Linked DNA regions of Mus musculus: region 1 is linked to region 2. Evidence: chromatin contacts called from public HiChIP or PLAC-seq data. All regions are on one chromosome and are shown on one strand. The core of a region is the stretch at or near the end of the contact, and the rest is flanking DNA. Distances in the headings are between cores, read along the strand shown. Region 1 overlaps Kcnn3 (potassium intermediate/small conductance calcium-activated channel, subfamily N, member 3). Region 2 holds the start of Cks1b (CDC28 protein kinase 1b).

Region 1 (2,700 bases), core at 3-2,502, 250 kb after region 2:
TGATTGTCTGCCGTGTATAGTCTAGGCTTCTGCAATCAGCATAGGAATCACGGGGTGTCTGTGCAGGGAGCTCTGATAACAAGTGGGACCCAAGAGCAGTGTGTGACAGTGTTGGAGACAGGAGGCCATCAGGAGCACCCTCAATGCAGCCTTTGCCAGGCAGCATGGGAGGCGGGCCTGCTCTGAGGAGTCAAGTGTCGTCTGCCCAACCAAAACCTCAGCCAGGTCAGACAGCCCTTAAAAGAAGCAACCTGCTCCAGGGCTTCTCTACCTCCTCTGGAGCCAAGGAGCAGACGGGTGGCTCGTCAGCAGGGCAACCCCTTGTGGTCCAGGATCATGCCTGAGGCATTAATGACATTTTATATTCTGACTGCTGCATAGAAAGGGGGTGGGGATGCAATCTCATAACTATGTGTAGTTATTAACTCTGATTTTATAAGGAGGTCAGGGTAGGAGAGGTTAAGTGGCCTACTAGTGAGCTGAACTTGCACTTGAACCTTGACTTGTTAATTAGGAGTCTACAGCCTTGGCCATTCTCACCTCAGTGTCTCCTCTTGAATCATTAGACGGCAGCACTCTGTGTGAATTGACAACCATGTAGAGCCATATTCAATTTAAGAAAGGGACGTGTTTCTTTTCTTCCATGCATATTTTTTATTTAAAATAGATAACTAAATTGGGCGTGGTGATGTATATCCTTAGTCCCCAGCACTCAGAAAGCAGAAACAGATCTCGGTGAGTTCAAGGCCAGCTGGGTCTACAATACTGAGTTCCAGGACACCCACAAGTATGTAGTGAAACCCTGTATCAAAAGAACAAAACAAAACAAATTATAAAATTGATCCTCGATATCCATTCCTTTTAGAAAAAAAAAGGGGTGCCCACCCCAGCCTGTCCATCACCTGGGAAGTCCTGGAATTCTCCTTTGGTGACACGGGAGGAAGCTGGGCGGAGGTGGCTCCAGCTGCAGGGTGGAGGGCATTTCATCTTCCCACAACAGAGTCCTCTGTGGTGATGGTCTTCTTCCTGCCTCCCCCTCTGTCTCTCCCAGATGCAGAACGTCATGTATGACTTAATCACGGAGCTCAATGACCGGAGTGAAGATCTAGAAAAGCAGATTGGCAGCCTGGAGTCCAAGCTGGAGCACCTCACAGCCAGTTTCAATTCCCTGCCCCTGCTCATCGCAGATACCCTGCGCCAGCAGCAGCAGCAGCTGCTCACTGCCTTCGTGGAGGCCCGGGGCATCAGTGTGGCCGTGGGAACTAGCCACGCCCCTCCCTCTGACAGCCCTATCGGGATCAGCTCCACCTCTTTCCCAACCCCATACACAAGTTCAAGCAGTTGCTAAATAAAACTCCCCACTCCAGAAGCATTACCCATAGGTCTTAAGATGCAAATCAACTCTCTCCTGGTCGCTTTGCTGTCAAGGAAGTTGCAGACCAGGGAACAGAACGAAGAGAGATGGAACGGATGAGCTGACTCATGTCCTTTCAGCGTGCTTTGTTCGATATGCCTTGAAACCAGAAATCTAATCTCTGTTTAGGTGCCTCTACTTGGGAGCTGGAAGACGAGGTGACGGGAAGCAACGCCTCTGTCAGGGCCCTTGCTGCAGAGTTGGCGGAGAACAGAAATCCCTGCTCAATCTCAGGTTTTCACAGGGAGGTGGGGAGGGGCAGCCACTCTGAAGCAGCTGAGAGGGAAGCCAGCCAAAGTGGGGTGTGCTGAGCAAGGGTGGTATTAGGTTTGGGGAGTGGGTTCCTGGCTGCCTTGGGACCTCAGCTCACCTGTCCTGTCCTTTTGTCTAAGGAAGCCTCTGGGTGGTAAAAAATAAAAGAGAGCCGCCCAGAATTTTCCAAAACGGACATACCCAAATTAGACTTGGGGAGGGTGGTGACGTAGACAAATAAAAAGCCAGATTTTCCATCCAATAATACTATCCATCATATACACACACAGATGTTCAATCCAGGTCATTTTCTGTTTGAGTTGAGCCCAAATGAAAGGGACCTGGTACCTCCCCCTGCACACAGTAATTCTGCATTGAGATGATGCATGGGGTGTGTTTAGTTGAGGACGTTAGAGGGTATTGGCCACATTTTGACCTTCATTGAAGATGCAGGTCCCTCCTTCACAGTGCCCTGGACATGCATGTGGCCTGATTTAAATGTATGCCAACTCCACACTGGAGAGATAAACGTCCTTTTAAAAACAACAGCTTTTGAAGAGGTTTCATCCAGCCAAATAAGCTGTGTGCTGATGGAACCCATGTTCCCAGGTGTCTGTGTGTGTGGGGGAGCGGGGGGGGGGGGGGGAGGAGGAGACAAGCGTGCCCAGTGCCACCATAGTGAATGCAACTATTGTCTGGGGCCGAAGCATCTTCAGCCAGCAGCAGGTTCCAGCCGGAGATGTAGGAGTGTGGAAGGATCAGTGCCTAACACTGCTAGGTTGGGAGGAGAAAGGTAGAGAGTGGCTCCTGTGGTCCCTTCTACCTTACCTGACATCATCTCAAAATGAAACACTGTGAGAACACAAGAAGCCCTAGGGGCATGTGTGTAAAGTGAGAGGACACATTTGTTGGAGGCTTGTTCCTATTGTGCCACGCTCATCTTGGGGCAAAACCTACTCCACTGAACCCAAGAGACTCTAGAAACAAGCAGATCTGGGATAGACATGGGCGCTTGCTTTTATCCCCATTGCTCT
Region 2 (2,700 bases), core at 27-2,526:
TGCTATGATACTTGGAAAATCCCAAGCTTTCCCAAACATAAGTTTATGGCAAAAAATTACCTGACTTGACTCAGGCTACCCCAAGTAGATTTACTTTATCATGCTCAGTGAAGATGTACTAAATGCTTCTTCCTTTGTGATAATAACAAGAGCCCCACCCCATTGTTGTCCAAATGTCAGAAAAGAGCTTCCATTCTAACTGTGACTTCGATACACAGAACCAAAAAAAAAAAAAAAAAAAGAAAAAAAAGAAAAAAAAGAAAAAAAAAAAAGAAACCCAAACAAACCCCTCCTTTAAACAAAAATGCCAAGGCTAAGCTGGAGTTACAGCTTCCCAGAGATGAAGCCACTCATTTCTCCAGCCATGCAAATGCTGTAAGTGTAACATTGTTACAGACGTGGAAAACAGCTGAGTACTTTACACTTGAGACAAGGTTCCATCTGTAGTGTGATCTGGGCTGGACCCTATGACAATCCTGCAGCCTCAGCTTCCAGAATGCTGAGATTAAAGATGTGAGCTACCGTACCAGCTTATCTTGCACCTTAACAGAAAACACTTGAAACCTCTATGCGCGCCATGAATGATCAAGTATTTGAAAGGTATCTACCCACGGCCACAGTCTTCATGCCACTCCAAGTCCTGTAAAAGCCTATCTAAAACAAGGCTGACAACTACTCATCTTTTTTATAAACTAAAAACCACCAACACTGAGGCTCTCTTAGAACCGTCCTTTCATCAAGAGCATGAAACTTTCAGTTCTGCACGGGCTACCTTCTTTCTCCCAGCAGACTTTGAGATTTCAGTAACGCGAGCAGTTCCTATTAGGGAAATCGCCACAACAAAGTTGCTTTAGTGATGTGAATTCCCAGAGGTAAAACTGATCAGAGCTACAAGACGCTTCAATTTAACAGCCGGCCAACTCTAAGTTCCCTTTCATTGTTTTACATCCTCCGTCCACCTTTTGCGCATGTGCTTTGCTGCTGTACCCAATCCCACCCCCACCCCACTCCCCGGTAATTCCTTGCGCACGCGCCCGTTCTACACTGTCCCCCGCCCCCATCCCCCGCCTCCCACTCCGGCCTAGGTAACTAACTCCTCGCGTGCTCTCTTTTGTCTGTAGTCCCCGCGCCGGCACTAACCGGTATTCGAACTCCTCGTCGTCGTATTTGTCCGAATAGTAGATTTGTTTGTGGGACATGATTGCTCTGTCCGAGGGCGCTCAGCCCCGCGCCGCAGGCCTCCAGACAACTCCCAGCAGCACGCGCTCCCACCCTCTTTGGCCTCGCTTTCAAACACACCGCCCGCACTTCCTATTGGTCTCTGCGGCCGAAGGCGGGACAGCTCCATTTTGAAGTCCTCGATTGGCTTGCTTTGGCGTCTCTTCAAGTCGTAAATGGAGTGCTGTGCTCAGGTTTCTGAAGAATGAGCTGGGTCAAACTAGGATTCTCATTGGCTCTCACTGCGCCCCTTGAGCCTGCTGGCGCAGCCATTGGCCAACTTTGGAAAGCAGACGGGTAAAGGAGGGACAGCGAGGTAGGGGGTCAGGGGTTAGTGAGGCCGGAAGTGAGTGTAATAAAGTTTGTCTGGGGAGGCCCAGGCTGGGGTGAAAGTTGGGGCGGTGACTTAAGCAGACAGTTGCGTGATCCGGAACCAGATCGGCCCGCGGTGCGGTGCGGAGACTCCATGAGACCCTGGTAAGTCTAGACTTTCTTTCTGTGGCGACCAACTCCTCTTCCACCCCGGAACCCCTCTCCCAGGACCCTACTTCCGGTCTTGCTGTATAAGTCCCGCCCCCGAGACCCCTCTCCGGAAGTCCCACCTTCCTACTTCAAGGGGCTCCCTGAACCCCGACTTGTCTCTTATGATCGCGACCACACCCTGTGGTCTTACTTTCCTGGGAATCGCACCCCCAGACGTGTTTCCCAGCACCATATGATTAGTCTTCCTTGTTCTCTCTCTGAGTCTGCCTCTTCAGGATTCTCGGTTGAACCCAGTCTATCCATTGCCTGGCTTCCAAAAGAGGGAAAACCGTGCTTTTGAAAGACCGATGTGACTTTGTAGAAGTGACGCCTCTTTGGGACCCCGCCCCTTTGGGACCCGCCCCTTCCACTGTCCACGTCCGATCCTGGGAATGTGCCGTACTCCCTGTTTAGGGACCTTGTCCCCTCAGGATTCTCCTTCCTCTTGGGCTTGGGTCAGTGCCGCAAAACCCAGGTCTTAAATGCCTGACGTTTCATCCGCTTCTATATCCCTCTCCTTGTTTTAAGCTTTGGGCTTAATTCTCCTGAGCTCTGGTGCTCCATAAGGTGGGGGGTTGAAATTTGTGGTTGTAAGGAGTGAGCTTATTAGCAGCGTCGCCCCTCTCCCCTCTTCGCCCACCCCCGTAACCTTCGAGAGTGAATTAAGTCGAAGGGACTGAATTTCGTTTACAGCTGGAGAGTGGATGAAGGAAAGGAGACTCTTGACTCCTTTGAGACCCCATCCCAAAGACAGCCATAGATGGCACCTTCCCATGCCTGGATTGGACTAAGCATTGGTTTGTGTGAGCCTAACGGGAGTCAAAGTTTTCCTGCTGTCAAAAGAAAAACTGTTTTGGAGACAGGAGTAGAGGTTCTCGTCCTTTCCGCTGTTTTTACAAGACCCCTCCCCCTATCCAGATATTCTAGTTTGGCATTCATCCTGGCCCCACTTGCCTAACC

Evidence for each region. HiChIP or PLAC-seq counts read pairs in DNA pulled down with a chosen protein or histone mark.
Region 1: a contact with region 2 is called in an H3K4me3 HiChIP or PLAC-seq map of the SCID.adh cell line, with 13 read pairs. The contact joins the enhancer-like site here to the promoter of Cks1b in region 2. A contact is called at or near these places in 3 of 39 promoter capture datasets (cranial neural crest, hippocampal neurons and neural stem cells), 2 of 115 datasets of contacts at active chromatin or transcription factors (the SCID.adh cell line and embryonic forebrain) and 1 of 9 other capture datasets (adipose tissue).

The regions. Positions count from the first base shown.
Region 1 is chr3:89,666,034-89,668,733 of GRCm38.p6, forward strand. It overlaps Kcnn3 (potassium intermediate/small conductance calcium-activated channel, subfamily N, member 3), which reads left to right. Exons shown (of 8, transcript NM_080466.2): 8 at 1,052-2,700. The coding sequence ends at 1,348. Among named protein-coding and RNA genes, the nearest start is that of Adar, 63 kb to the right of the region's middle. Within about 2 kb of position 1,253, at least 10 of the 459 cell types and tissues checked have an H3K27ac peak or open chromatin away from gene starts, as enhancers often do. A contact at or near this core is called in the SCID.adh cell line, where this site is marked.
Region 2 is chr3:89,417,015-89,419,714 of GRCm38.p6, forward strand. It overlaps Cks1b (CDC28 protein kinase 1b), which reads right to left and starts at 1,277. Exons shown (of 3, transcript NM_016904.1): 1 at 1,141-1,277. The coding sequence starts at 1,199. It also overlaps a transcript of Shc1 not described here.